Linked DNA regions of Anas platyrhynchos: region 1 is linked to region 2. A link is a contact called in public Hi-C data. All regions are on one chromosome and are shown on one strand. Each heading gives the region's core, a stretch centred on a gene start, on an enhancer-like site or on the middle of the called end of the contact. The rest is flanking DNA. Distances are from core to core; before and after follow the strand shown. Region 1 overlaps TECPR2 (tectonin beta-propeller repeat containing 2). Region 2 holds the start of ANKRD9 (ankyrin repeat domain 9).

Evidence for each region. A called contact is a pair of places that touch in the nucleus more often than the background predicts.
Region 1: a Hi-C map of subcutaneous adipose tissue shows a contact between it and region 2, with 1.7 times the contacts expected there. The contact joins the enhancer-like site here to the promoter of ANKRD9 in region 2. A contact is called at or near these places in 7 of 8 Hi-C or Micro-C datasets (F1 follicle, F5 follicle, liver and 3 more).

The regions. Positions count from the first base shown.
Region 1 is chr5:11,437,424-11,444,597 of IASCAAS_PekinDuck_T2T, reverse strand. TECPR2 (tectonin beta-propeller repeat containing 2) reads left to right here. Exons shown (of 20, transcript XM_027457522.3): 17 at 3,094-3,242. Among named protein-coding and RNA genes, the nearest start is that of CINP, 27 kb to the left of the region's middle. Within about 2 kb of position 4,022, at least 5 of the 8 cell types and tissues checked have an H3K27ac peak or open chromatin away from gene starts, as enhancers often do. A contact at or near this core is called in F1 follicle, F5 follicle, small yellow follicle and 1 more, where this site is marked.
Region 2 is chr5:11,405,359-11,412,357 of IASCAAS_PekinDuck_T2T, reverse strand. ANKRD9 (ankyrin repeat domain 9) reads right to left here and starts at 5,046. Exons shown (of 2, transcript XM_027458642.3): 1 at 4,839-5,046; 2 at 1,234-4,076. The coding sequence starts at 5,031. The coding sequence ends at 3,130.

The DNA.
Region 1 (7,174 bases), core at 2,773-5,272, 33 kb before region 2:
TTTTGCTCAGAGTTGCATCATCCATAGGTGATACAGATGATGACACTCTGATGTTTGGATTGATAGTGATCTAATGATTCAGCATAATGTCAAGAATGTGCTGCTGTTTAACTGCCCCTTTTTGTTTGGTTAGCAATAAGACCAAGGTTGGTTGACCACATTTTGATCATTAAATATCCTCCCAGTTTGGCTCTTTTCATCAGAGATAAGGGTAATCTGGCCACTTGACAGCTTCACTAGTATTATTCCAATTGGATTTGTTTCTTTAATCTGAATATCTGCTAGAATATTTTTTTCTCTTAATGCTAATCTGTTTCAAAAGAAGTTTTTTTGTTTTTTTGTTTTGTTTTGTTGTTGTTTTTGTTTTAAAAGTGCTAATATAAAATTAATCTGATTTGAATTTTTTTCCATTTCTAATGGCAATATTCGTGATTGGCCTGACAAGCAATTTTATCTTTTGTATTCTTTACATAAAACTTTTAAAAGAGTCTTTTAAAAATAATGTATTTGCCAGCTGTAAAACGGGTTTTCCAGACCTGATGAATTGCTTCCAAATCACCAGTCTTACCATAGTTTAAGTGATAAGCAATGCCTTTTACCTACACTGACCTACAGGATAGTTTTGTCTGTACTGTGCTTTTCATCTTGCTTAGTAGAGCTTGAAGTTTTCCTCAAGATACTGTTATTTTCCAGCGGTTTAGATAATAACTGTGAAACTGAAATAACAAATAACTTCTTGCTATTGTCTGAAAATCTCAAAACGTTCTAATGGAAATGAGTGCTAGCTGACTGTATTAATTGTCTTGGTCACTTTAGCCATGCTGGGGCTCAAACATTACATTTAGCTGTTCCTTTTAGTTTCATGGCACTCTGTGTGGTGATACTGTAGAAATCTGGGGTCAGGAAATATTTCAGACACCGCGCTTTACCAGTCATTGTGAGCTGATAATTAAGAATGCAGAAAATTTCCTGTTTTTTCTCCAATTAAATGCATGTGGTAGATCACTGCTGACAAGATGGTGCCTACCCACAGATGTAATATAAGAGACTTGATTTGCTTTAATGGGGCAGAAGAAATTAGAGAATTATTGCTATTGTTGAAATGTATGTCTGCCTTCACTCCTCAAACATTAAGACTGTGAATTGGAGGAAAAAAAAGAGCAAGTTGCTGTAAAATTAAATTCAGAAATCTGTGTGGAGGTGATCAAGTTGCCAGCATTTACGTTGAAATATTCATATTATGTTGTTAGTATCTTCCTCTTGCCTTTACACTATGTACTGAGTGTAGTATCTAGTAAATTATTTTGATTAGGGTTCCACTATCATTATCGAGGTTTCTAAACACAGTAGAGTGACCTTTAGGTTTCAACTGTAAACAGTGTCTCTGAATCACACTTCTTTCTAAGCAGTGGCTGAATGTGGTTAACATGCCCTTCTCCTACCATAAAAACAGTAAGTGGGAGGAGGGAGAAGCCCCAAAACATTTACATAAGTGCTGCATTTTTGAATATCAAATTGTACTGCAGACGTAAATAATATCAGCTATGCCGAGTAGGTGATATGTGATTCCGTGTGCGAGAGCTGTGATGCTGCTTTGGATCGGAACATTTCAACAGCTGAGACGACATGTGACAAAGCCATCCCGGCTAGGTGTACTCTAACATGGAAGCACGAGGTTTTAAATAAAAGTTTGACTTTGCTGAATGTCAGGCCTCTCTACCTGCAATAGAGACTTGCTCTCTCCTGAAGCTGTGGAAGTTTTTGTGCATAGTTGTGCTCTGTATGCTATTTTATAATAAGAAGCTGCATGATTAAAGGGAATTTTGGGGTGAGATGAGCTAATTCAAATTCCTTCAATTCAGAAAGTTAAATAACTTGGACGAAGAGATCTGTTTACAATTTCAGGTAACTAAAAGATAAGAATATGTGCTCCTGTTATTCCCTGTTGTTTCCCCGAGCAAACCTTACTGAATTCTGCCTCAGCAGAAAAAAATGCTTTGAACCCCTGCTCTGGGGGATAAAATTGTACCCTCTCTTTAAGGAGCAATGTACTTTGCAGGGATTTGTCGCCAGATTCACATCACAGAAGAGAAAACTGTTACCAAGAATGGGATATCCCAAGCACTGCTGGCATGTTCAATCAGCCAGCAAGGCCTATTTTTAGAGTTTGGAGTACAACCAGAGCATTCCTGCTGTAGTATATCTGTCATGATTGAGTCTTTTTCTGTAGAACATGTTTTCCATTACTTAGTATTGTGTTGTCCCGATGCTGGGAGGAAAAAAATAATCAAATGTTACGTATAGTACATCACATGGCTATTCTGAAATGAATGTAAAAGAGTAAGAGTTCCAGCTGGCCATTAACTAGCAGTTCTCTATCTTTACAAACTTTTGGTAGCAAGACTCCTAAATGTGATTGGACATGAAGAAAAAAATAAAATTAAAAAAAAAATCCAAAACATACTTTTTTGGGAGCTGTGTTTTCAGTGTGCTGACTTACATAGGGTTAAAATACTGCAGCACGTCTGACATAAGTGTAATAAATATGTACGCTAAATATAAAGCCATTTGAAAATCAGCTCCTTTATTTACAGATGTGACACTGGTATGTTAACACTGAGATGCATAATCCATATGCTCTTGTATTTTTCAAGTGCTGGTAGCATTAGGAGTGTTCAGTGCTGAAGGCATTACTAGACCCAACACCATGAAAAATATAAGCATGGCCAGCTACAGAGGAAAGTTCACATTAGGTCATGTGAAAGTTTGTCTAGGCACTGATAACATTTGTTACAGAATTTTTTCCCTGCTTGAATTCAGTTATTTTAATAGCATATTTTCAGTGTGCTTTAAAAATGGCAGTATCCTGTGACTAAAACATTTATTTTTAGATTGAAGAGAAAAATGCCTTACGTATACTACCTGTTGGTGTTATTCATTATATGCCATGATTTTTCTCTCACAAGCTTGTAATCATTTTTATATGCCTGTGTTTAAAGGTAGCTTAATACCATCAAGTCTAAGTAAAGGTGCTCATTATTAGCTGAATGTAAAAGAAAAATGTCAGGTTGCTAATAACCTCTTTGTTGATAGGTGCCATAAAGCTGATCAGCTTGTCCTGTGGAAATCAGCATGTTTGGGCCTGTGACACCAGTGGTGGTGTTTATTTCCGTGTAGGAACCCAGCCTCTTAACCCGAGTTTGATGCTTCCCGCATGGATAATGATTGAGCCACCCATACAGGTAAAACACTGATTGTAATTCTTTGTAACACAGTGGTTTAGCTCTGCGCCTGTGGAAAGGAGTAATTTAACATTCCGGGAAAACAATAGGACCAGATTAAATGTGTAGTTTAAGCTTCTGTCACACATGTTCAGTTTCATCAGGACTTATCTTCAATCATCCCAAATTCATCTCACAGATAACTTCATTTTTTTCTATTTTTTTTTTTCTCTTTTTCCATCCTTAATGAAAAACTTCTATTGTAGTAACACAGCAGCTTTATAGGCACATAGTAGAACACAGCCTTGAACTATATACTGAGTACCTACTTGTACGGTAGCCAAGAGGCTAGACTGGCAAACAGCACAAAGCAGAGGGTGTGGGAAGGCTCTGCTCACATGGTGTGGTACTGAAGTGCCTCCCTCTTCCTTTATCCTCGCCCCGTGAGTCTGGGATGCTTGCCAGGGTGCTGTGCCTGGATCTAGGGACTTTCCTTATCATCCGGTGGTTAGTCAGTGTGCCGTACAATTGCAGCTCTTCTCCCTTATTCCCAGAATTGGCAAGTAAGATCTCTGTTCTACCTGCCAGCTGGGAGGAGCTGAGTGGAAAGAAGCATCCTAAAGTACACTAGGAGCATATTTTCTGGATATAGCAAATGGACAAAATATGTTTCTCCAGTGTCTGTTTTCTCATTTAATCTCTCCTTAAACCACAGTGCTGCTCTAATACTTTACACATTCCACAGTTTAACTTGCAGTTCTGTATCATGGCTCGGGACTGCTGCAAAAGAGTTGACCTCTGAGCACTGATTTCATTCTTTGCTCCCTGGCATGAAATCAGTTGAACTGTCTGCTGATCTAGCATAGTAGTGCTGGATGTGTTTGCATACTTGATTTAAGTTTTAATAATACAGTGTTACAGAACTGTTTCTGAAGATTTTGAAATACATGGTACTTCTGAAGGGTCATGTTAAGAAACAAAAGTCAGTCTCTGGCAGTGGAGTTGCAATAGGTGATTTGTTTTTTACATCATTCCCTTTTACTTCTGCTTGCCTCTTAACAGCCAACTATTAGCTCCTCCTGTGAATCTCGGGGGTGTAGCAGCAAAGAAGGCCAGGGAAACAGGGAAATGAAACGGCAGATTTGCATCTCCTCAGTTAGCTCAGCACTGGTTAAACTAGTCCTGTGCTGGGAATGTGGCCAGTCAGACCTGGAGAAATGGCATCTTGTTTCTGCAGAATAGCAGAACAGACTGATAAATAAGTACTAAATCACTTGAGTGATGGCTGTCACAACGAGGGGTAGATTACACTGCTCACTCTTGTGTGCTGCAGAGTGGGTCTTTCTGATGTTACCTGTAAGATACAAATTTGTTTGCTAATGGGGGGCAAGGCAGCAGGAAGAGGAGACTGAGTATATGAATGATGATGTCTTCCATGAGGATAGTTTTCTTAAAAAGGGGGGTGAAGAGGGAATGACATATTCCAGGATGTATTCTGCTTAATTGAGTTTGCCAATAGACAGACAAATAAACTTTTGCAGTATATTCTAATGAAAATGTATCTAACCAGGAAAATAACCTGGAGGGCTTTCACTACACTATTTTGTCTGTACTGAGTGCGTTCTCTAATCCTCTACAGAAGTTGATTAAACTGCTCGATACAAAGGTGTTTACAAGAAGTTGGGATTTGCTTTGGCTCGTTACTTAGCAGAGACTTCCTTACGTAGAAAGTCTTTAATTGGACAAGGTTGAATACTGTGTTATTTCCTATAGCTTACTGCGGAAGCTGGGTGATGTTGCCTTCCAAAATGATAACCTCCTGCTACCCAGAGCATTCTCTTCCTGTTATCTTGCCAACTCCCGACATTGCATATCTAATGAGTCAATATGAAAGGGCAAAAATTCAAACATTGCCTGTGGAGATGAAAACTCAAGGGCTACATGCTCATTTGGAGACGATTCCAACACTGAAACAAGTAACTAAAGTACTGGGGGAGCAACCACCCATGCTTTTCCAAAGACTGAATGCAAAATAAGAAAACATGGACTTTAAAATTACTTCCAGATACTAGCTCAGTGTTTGGATAACAAATATGACAAAGGATGGTTGAGAAGTAGACTGTTTTGGTGCTTATTAGTAGCTCCTTGCTGTTATCTGTCCCTTAACTGATTTTCATGCTGCATCACTTCATGTTCACAACAACAGAAGAATTGTAAGAAGCATTTGTGAATGGTTCAGTCATCTTCTGTTTGAAGAAGGAAATCAAAATTGTCTTTCACTTGCTTTAAGCACAGAAATACTCTCAAATAACGTAATTTAAAATCAGCTATGGATGTTTCATTCCCTAGTAAATGTCAGAGCCAATATGACTTGCCATATCCCAGATCTCATGACTCATGAGCAGCTTGTGAGCAGCTACAGGTTCTGCTTTTACAGTGTCACTTCTTGTTAAAGAAGTGCTGTAATTACACAGCATCATTGCACAGCTTCACAAAGGTATTCAGAGACAATAGTTTTGTTAGATTTTTAGAACAGACATTTAAAATATTTTTTTAATTCAGAGGGTGGTGAGGCACTGGCACAGACTGCCCAAAGAAGCTGTGGGTGCCCCATCTCTGGAGGTGTCCAAGGCCAGGCTGGATGGGGCTTTGGGCAACCTGGGCTGGTGGGAGGTGTCCCTGCCCATGGCAGGGGGCTGAAACTGGGTGATCCTTAAGGTCCCTTCCAGCACAAACCAAACAAATAAGATCAGAGAATCTGTGATTCTGTATGGCTTTTTTCTTAATCGAGACTGAAACAGTTCTCATTTGCTACTTCTCTCTTCGTAACTCCTAACTGCACTAATTCTTGATGAAAATTAGCATTGTGTTCTCTGCCCTCCATTGTCTAAAGTGCTGGATAAAATAAAGAAGTGGTTGATAATATCGCAGTATCGTGAACAGTGTAGTTCATATGTAGGTGTCTTCTCTGCTTCACATGTTCTATTGTATGATCTAAAAGTCAAAATTATGTAGTTAAGCCACTTTTTGGAAGCTATTTTAAGAGCATTGACTGAGCTGATCAAAAGTCCTTGATGAAATGGTTTTCATCCATGAAATGGAAAGTATTCTTCATTCCATCCTCAATATACAGTATAAAACTATTATCTGTTGTAGCATGCTTCAATATACATTACACTTCAATACAAAGAACGAGCAAGCAATGTAATTATTATTCATGCAGATACTACAGAGTGTGTGTGTTATGTATGGGTGTGTGTATGTTTATGAAATTGAATGTTTTTTCAATTCTGTAGCCTGAAAAAATAATAACAAAAAAAAAATAATATGGTCAGTAAGACTATTTTGGGTTGTTATTGAGTAGAAGTTAATTAAAAGTTAAAAATAATTTTCACCTGAAAAATTGCTTTAAAATATCCCTAGAAGTCAAAGGCCTGTTTGAAAGTAATTCTTTCTCCATTTTGTCTCTGATTTTGGGCACCTATTGAAAAAAATGCAGAAGCAAAATCTGCTTTTGAGAATAGCTTGCTTCTTATAAGGACTACTTAACGTAACACTGGCCTTAAGAACCACCTAATCAGATTTGTATTAGGGGATTTATATATATTTGCTTATCTCTTAGGTAAGCAAAACTTTTGTTTAGGGAGAGCTAAAGGAAACAAGGATGAGAACCACTATTTGTAATGAGTTAGCAATCACCTATTGCTTGCAAACAATCAATCTTACTCCAAGAACAGATTAAACATCTTAATTGTTGATTAATTGCTTCTCTTTACTCTTTCGTAATCGGAATTTCTTAGAGGATAGGATCAAAAAAGCTTACTTTATTAAGTCAAGAAGTTTATTTAAATAGCTGTGTAGCTTGTCCAAGCTGTGGGGAGAGAGGGACTTATTTAAAAAGATGTCCACTACTTAGCTACTATGTAAACCTTCTGATTCTTGGTGCAATTCCT
Region 2 (6,999 bases), core at 3,797-6,296:
CGAGCAACACGGGAAATATTTATTGTCTTCCCTCATTGTTTCATGACAGAAAGCAGCCTTTTATAGGGGAGCTGGCTAAGCTTTTCAGGAATGCTGGCTCTATACACTGCTGTATATGATTCTGAAAGCATTTCCCACAGATGAGTAAGTTGCCTTGTGCAGCTAAAGTAATCCATGAGGTAAGACAGAAGCTTTTAAGTGCCTTAAGTCTGTACTCCTTGGCTCTCATGTATTAGGGCTTGGTAAGAAGATTCACCACACCTTTGTGCCCTGCTCCCGGCCTCCAGCACTGGCCGTCCCCGCCTGCAGAGGCATAAGGACTGTCCCAGCTTGCATTATTAGGCTCGGCGATGGTGTTGCCACTGGCATTTTTGCTGTCAGCCTTTGCCAGGGGATGAAGAACTGAAGGGGCTGTGGAGCCTGAGCTCTGCTGTGCCCCAGGGCCCCCGGTGCCATCGAGTCAGGCCTAGGAAAGCTGCTGCCCCTCCTGCTTGGCCTGCGGCTGAACAGAGGCCTTCTGTTCCCAGGCTGAGAAGCCCCGGCCTTTTTCCAAGCCGTGACTGCTTGAAAACAAGCCTGGGCCCAGCTGGGCGAGTGGTCTGTGTAGTCACCGCTGCAGTTTGCCCACATTTCCCCTCAGCCTCCCCACATGGAGCCCACCGGTCACACCAGCGAGCTGCACGAAGCGAGGGCCATCGGTGACGTTCAGCAGCACGGGCTCAGCAGCAGGCTTGGCTTCTGTCCTAGAGTTACAGGAGGGGCACAGCAAGGAGCTCATCACATTGTATTGAGTGGGGGGACCCTTTCTGGTTGCTGAGTGAATTACCCAAACACTGGTGGGAGGGGGCAGTCAGCCTTGGGTTGTTGCAAGGTGCAGGGAGGGCCTGCTCTACGCTGCTGATGCAATAGGATTTTGGTAATGGAATCCAGGTGGCGATGAGGCCACGTCCTGCCCAGCCTGTCCTGCTGTCCTCATGTGTAATTAACCTCCTGGCTAGGAATCTGGAGCGTCTTCCAGCATCCCGTCCAAATAACCAACTCCCCATTGCTGAATTGCATTACATCTTTGTCAGCAAGGTTGATGAAGCTTTCCTGTCTCCCCACCTCTGCCTCCTCCCCTACCTCAGGACACTTTCTGATGTGCAAGTTAGACCTGATTGCTTTACTTCTTGCCAGTTATGGATGATGCTTCCAGAGCGTTACTCCAGAAGCAGTGTGGAAAATGTACTCAAATGAAGAATTTAACAACATAGTTTTTATTATTAAGAAGAGAGGAATTAGTTATTTGGATTTCTGTATTTTTTCTCATCAACAAGGCAGTTGAGGAGAATAGTTAGAAGCAGGTACACACTTTCCAACATGGGCCCTGAATTCCCCATGATAACTGGTTACAGCATGTATCATCTTGGTTTCTTGGGAAAAAGGAACATTTGCTCTTCTAGGAAACATTTTCAGTGCCATCAGTCTAAGAATAGCAATCTTCTTTCTGCTGCATCTCAAATTTCAGAGGTATGGCTTATCTGTTATCGTGCATGCAGTATGGAAATTTTTTTAAAATGAAATACCACACTTCTGCTGAAGCATGAATAGCTTCACTTATAGTGCCTCATTCTGAGACTTTTTACTGTTTTTCTAACCAAAGTAAGTTCATGAATAAAGAAATTAGTGTGTTCAGCGTGTCCTCTTATCTCTCAGTGCATCAGTTCTGTGATGATCCCGAAGGGAACTACAGTGCTGAAACAGTTCAAGTGGCAAACAACTCCCTGCTACAAATTTAAGCACCGCAACAAAACAGTTTCACTGCTGGCTTCCAACAATAGAGGCAAAGCTGCAGCTCGGTGGCCTAGGAGATTCCTATCGCTGTGATGCTGCTGGAGCCAGCAGAGCTCGCTCCCTGCAGAGCTGGCAGGGGCAGTGCCAATTTTACAGAGAGGCAAGCAGTGCAACTGCCCAGGATGCTGCAGAGTAAAGGTTGCAGAGCAAAGAGCTTCCTCCGTACCTTTTGCTCGGGACTTGACTTGTCTAAACACAAGTCTTGCAGGCAGGACATTACCCCTAAAGGGCTGTTCCATCTGGAGGAGCTGCAGGGATGTCTTGCATACCTTGAAGCATCTCACAAGGGATGACTGGGATACCTGGTACCCAGAGGGCTCAGCTGACCCAAAACCAACACATCCCCCTGGGCACTGGCAGTGGAGGAGCTGGAATCTATGCAAGAAGCTGCTGTAGCCTCCTGGGCACGGCCAGGCCCAAGCAAATCCCTCTGGGCACACAGGAAAGCAGGCAGAGCCTCCAGCTGTGCCACCCTCCTTCATCCCTTAGGGTGCTGGCACCTCACCCCACAGCAGCCACACAGAGGGGCTGGGGTCTCCAGCGCTGGCTCCTGCCAGGGCAGGAACAGCTTCAGCTGGGGGCTGCAGGCTCTGCTCCTGCCCTCCAGGCACCCCGGCTCTGCAGGAGGAACAGAAAGAACGTCGCAAGGAAGCCAACTGGTACTCGTGCATATGTTAAAATACAGTTTGTTCAGCTGCATATCCCTGCCAGCCTTGTTTAAGGGGGATTTAATAACACGTCTTCTCTTTGGGTTTGTGTACAAGATTAGGAAGCTTTCATCTGCGCCTTTAAAAAAAAAAAAAGACCGCATCCCTGCCAAGATGTATTAGGAGAGCTGCTAAAAAGGAGTCATCCTGTTCCAGGACTGCTCGGCTTATGTAACAGGGAAATCCTAACTCGAAGATACTCCCCCCCGCGCACTTTCTCAAGGCACATGCCATTTTGGAGTTTTCAGCTGCTTGATTTATAGTTTGGATCATATCTGCTGCTGGTTTATTTAGATGTATTTACAAATATATTCTCCCACATATCCTCATTAGTACAGGCCATGTAACATTTTTATAAAACGCAGTGTAGACCTCACCTCACCACAAAGATCTTTAAATAAAATATACTGTAAAGTGCCAGATACAATTCTTTCTTTTTTTTTTTCTAAAATAAAAAAAGAAAGGAAAGAAGACAGTTCTAATCAAAACAGGTACTTGGCGGCTGCTGCCTCGGCAGCTTCGTGCACCGGTAGGGTTTTAGCACAAGTCCGTTGTGTCAGGCGAGCAGGAGGCTCCCCTGCAGCCCCCTCTAGCTCTCCAGCTTCAAGTCCAAAGGCTTGAGGAAATGCGGCAGGGGCAGATCGTCCAGAGCCTCGGGGAAGTGCTCGGGAGAAATGGTCCTGATCAAGACGCGCATGGCTCCGACGAACAGCGACGGGGGAGCCAAGCCCACCAGGCAGCGGTACCTGCTCTCCCCTAAGAGGTCCTGCCAGCGCTGCCGGTTGTCCAGCAGCTGCTGCTTCATGGTGAAGGGCACGTCCTGAGGCACGAAGAGGAAGAGGCAGTCGAGGCAGAGCAGCTTGGCACGTGTGTTGACCGCCGGCGCCTGGGCCAGCTGCTGCAGCAAGGTGTCGAGCGGGGTGTTCCCGGCGCCGTCGGGCAGGCAGGGCGAGGCGCCGTGCCCCAGCAGCAGCAGCAGGCACTCGGGGCGCACCAGCTCGCAGGCCACGTGCAGGGCCGTCTTGCCGCCCTCCACCCGGCTGCAGCCCCGGCGGTCCAGGTGGCCGGCCCTGTCGCCCGGAGGGAAGCCCTGCACGGCCTTGAGGATGCGGAAGAGGACGCGGACCCGGTTGTAGCGCACGGCCATGGCCAGGTGCGGGGCCGAGGCCTGGCAGCAGCTGAAGCTTTGGCTGGGCACGGCCAGGGCGCTCTGCGGGTACTTAGTCAGCAGGTGCCGGGCGTAGGGCTGGTGGTCGTGCACCAGGGCGTAGAGCAGCGCCTCGGAGGGCGAGTAGAGGCTCACCTTGCCGCCGTCCTCCCAGTGGAAGACCTCCATGGTCCGCATGTCCTCCAGGAACCAGACGGGCAGCAGGTCCCTCACCGCCTGGTAGAAGGCGAAGGAGGATTTCTTGCACTGCTTCTGCGACTGGGCGCCGCCGCCGCCGACCCACCGGACGCTCCAGGGCATGGCGGGCGGCCGGGGTCCGACGGGGGCTTCCTCCCACACCCGAGACCAGGGGCAGCATCGGCACGGACCTGCGGGGGCACAGAGAGGGGCTGTCAGGGGGCACCCACCACGGGGAGAGCCGGTACGGCCCTGTACAGCCCGGTACGGCTCAATATGGCCCGGCACAGCCCGGTATGGCCCAGTACAGCCTGGTACGGCTCAATATGACCCGGCACAGCCCGGCATGGCCCGGTACAGCCCGGTATGGCTCTGCACGACCCGGTATGGCCCGGTACAACCTGGTATGGCTCTGCACGGCCCCGTACAACTCAATATGACCCGGCACAGCCCGGTATGGCTCTGCACGGCCCAATATGACCCGGCACTGCCCGGCCCGGCACAGCCTGTCATAGCTCAATATGACCCGGTACAGGTCGGCACGGCTCTGCACGGCCCGGTGCAGCTCGGTATGGATCTGCACGGCCCGGTACGGCTCAGCACGGCTCGGTATGGCCGGTACACCCGGCACGGCTCTGCCCGGCTCGGTGCAGCCCGGCACGGCACGGAATGACCCGGTACAGCCCAGCACGGCCGGTACACCCGGAACAGCTCTGCACGGCCCGGCACGGCTCGGAATAACCCGGCACAGCCCTGCCCGGCTCTGCACGGCCCGGCACAGCCCTGCCCGGCCCGTTCCCCCCCCGTTCTGCAGCAGCGCTCGGGAACCCCGAATCCAGAAACCGCCTCCCGGTGCTCGCCATGCCCCGTCCCCTCCCTCCCTCCCTTCCGCCGCACGGCACCCGTACCCGTACCCCCTCCGGTGCCGCTGCCGGTGCCGTGCCCGGGCTCACCTGGCCGCTCGGTGCCGCTGCCCGTGTGGGCGGAGGGGCGGCGGGAGCGGAGCGCGGCGCGGCGCGGCCGGGGCCCTTTATCCGCCCCCCCCCCGCCCCGAGCCGCCCCCCCCCGGCGCGGAGGTCGGTCAGGACCGGGGAACTGTCCAGCCGCCGCCCATTGGCTGCCGCCAAGGCCGCCCCGGGCGCTCATTGGCTGCGGCGGGAGGCCGGGGCCCCGCGCCGCCGCGTGCGTCACGGGAGGCAAAGTTCCAGCAAAGTTGGCGGCCGGGGACGGAGCGGGGCGGGGCGAGGGCAAAGGGGGCGGGGTCTGGGGAAAGGGGCGGGGCCTGGGGCTGGGGGATTGGGGTCTGGGGTGCTCGGGGTCCTGGGGTCTGGGTATGGGGGTCTGGGTGCTTGGGGTGTGGGTGCTCAGGGTCCTGGGGGGCTGGGTATTTGGGGTCTGGGTTCTTGGAGCCTGGATGCTCAGGGTCCTGGGGTCCTGGGGGTCTGGGTATTGGGGTCTGCGTGCTCAGGGTCTGGGGTGCTTGGGGTCCCGGAGGTTTGGGTGGTTGGGGTCTGGGTGCTCAGAGTCCTGGGGGTCTGGGGATTGGGGACTTGGGTGCTTGGGGTCTGGGTGCTGGGGGTCCTGAGGAGCTGGGTATAGGGGGTCTGGGTGCTGGGGTTTGGGTGCTTAGGGTTTGGGTGCTCAGGGCCTTAGGAGTGTGGGTATTGGTGGTCTGGGTTCTTGGAGTCTGGGTGCTGAGGGTCCTGGGGGTCTGAGTATTGGGGGACTGTGTGTGCAGGGGTTGGGTGCTCAGGGTCCTTGGGGTCTGGATTTTTGGGGTCTGGGAGCTTGGGGTTTGCGTGCTCAGAGTCTGGGTGGTCTGGGTATTGGGGGTCTGTGTGCTCGGAAGTTGGATGCTCAGGGCCCTGGGGGTCTGGGTGCTTGGGGTTCTGGGGTCTGAGTATTTGGGGTATGTGTGCTTGCAGTCTGGTTGCTCAGGGTCTGGGACATCTGGGTTCTCAGAGTCTGGGTGTTGGGGGTCTGAGTGTTGGGGGTCTGTGTGCTCGGAGTTTGGGTGCTCAGGGTCCTGGGGGTCTGGGTATTTGGGATCTGTGTGCTTGGGGTCCTGTGGTTCTGGGTGCTCAGGGTCTTGGTGCTGGGGCTTTAGGCTGTACGGGTTCCGGGCATGTGCATCCATCCAGGGCTGATGGGGTCCAGGGTGTGTGGGGCCTATGGAGAGCTGGGCACATGGGGTCTGGGCACTGCGGGCTTTGGGATCACCAGGCTCCTGGTGTGCTGCCCCTGGGCCACCAGGGAAGCGCGCCGGGGCTCTGTCACAGCCGGCAGCTCCGATACCGCTGCCCGTGGGGCTCCCCAGACTTCCCTTTGCTTCTGAAATGGGGGACGCCTTCTGTGCACAGCATGAGGCTTGTGGGGGAAATAGCCAGGCGTGAGCTGAGATGTCACATTTCCTTACAGCCCTCTCTGAGAAGCCGCCTGGGGCCTTGGGGAGGGAGGGAGAGAAGGAGGGAGACTGCAGCACGCTCCCCTTAACCCCGGAGAGAACAAAGGCGGTGAGGAACAACCGCTGCCTTTGTTGTGTGTGCCCTGAGCCCCCATCCAGCTGGAAAACAATGCTGAAATTATGCTGGGTCAGGTTTGCGAGGCTGCTGCCCGTTGCTCACACCGATTGCTGTGCAGGTGAACCGCTCCTGCCCAGTTCCAGATGAAAACTCACCGAGGACAACCACGTCCTCTGCTTCCTGCTGACCGGAGCGTTTCTGTCCAGTTGCATCCTATTATTTCAGGCACGGGGTAATTTCTGCTGAAGCACGGGATCAGAATAAATGGCTTAAAGGTGGCTAATTCTACAGCCCTGGCTTGGGGCAGGCGTCCCGTGCTGCCTCACCCACCCGTGCCTCACCGCCCTGTGTGCCGTGCTGCGGCCTGCTCCCAGAGACGACTCTGACTGACCCCAAACACCTGGGCCTTTCCCCAATTTTGCCGTGATATTGTCATCACTTCGGCTGCCCAGCACGGTGACTCCAGGGCAGCCAGGTTGCCAGCCCTTTCGACTCATTTTCCACACATGCCTGGGTAAGCCAAGTTGTGTTTGAGCCCAGAGACAGGGGATTAGCGTAGTCGCAAAGCCAAATTTGCTTTTGTGTAGGCAAT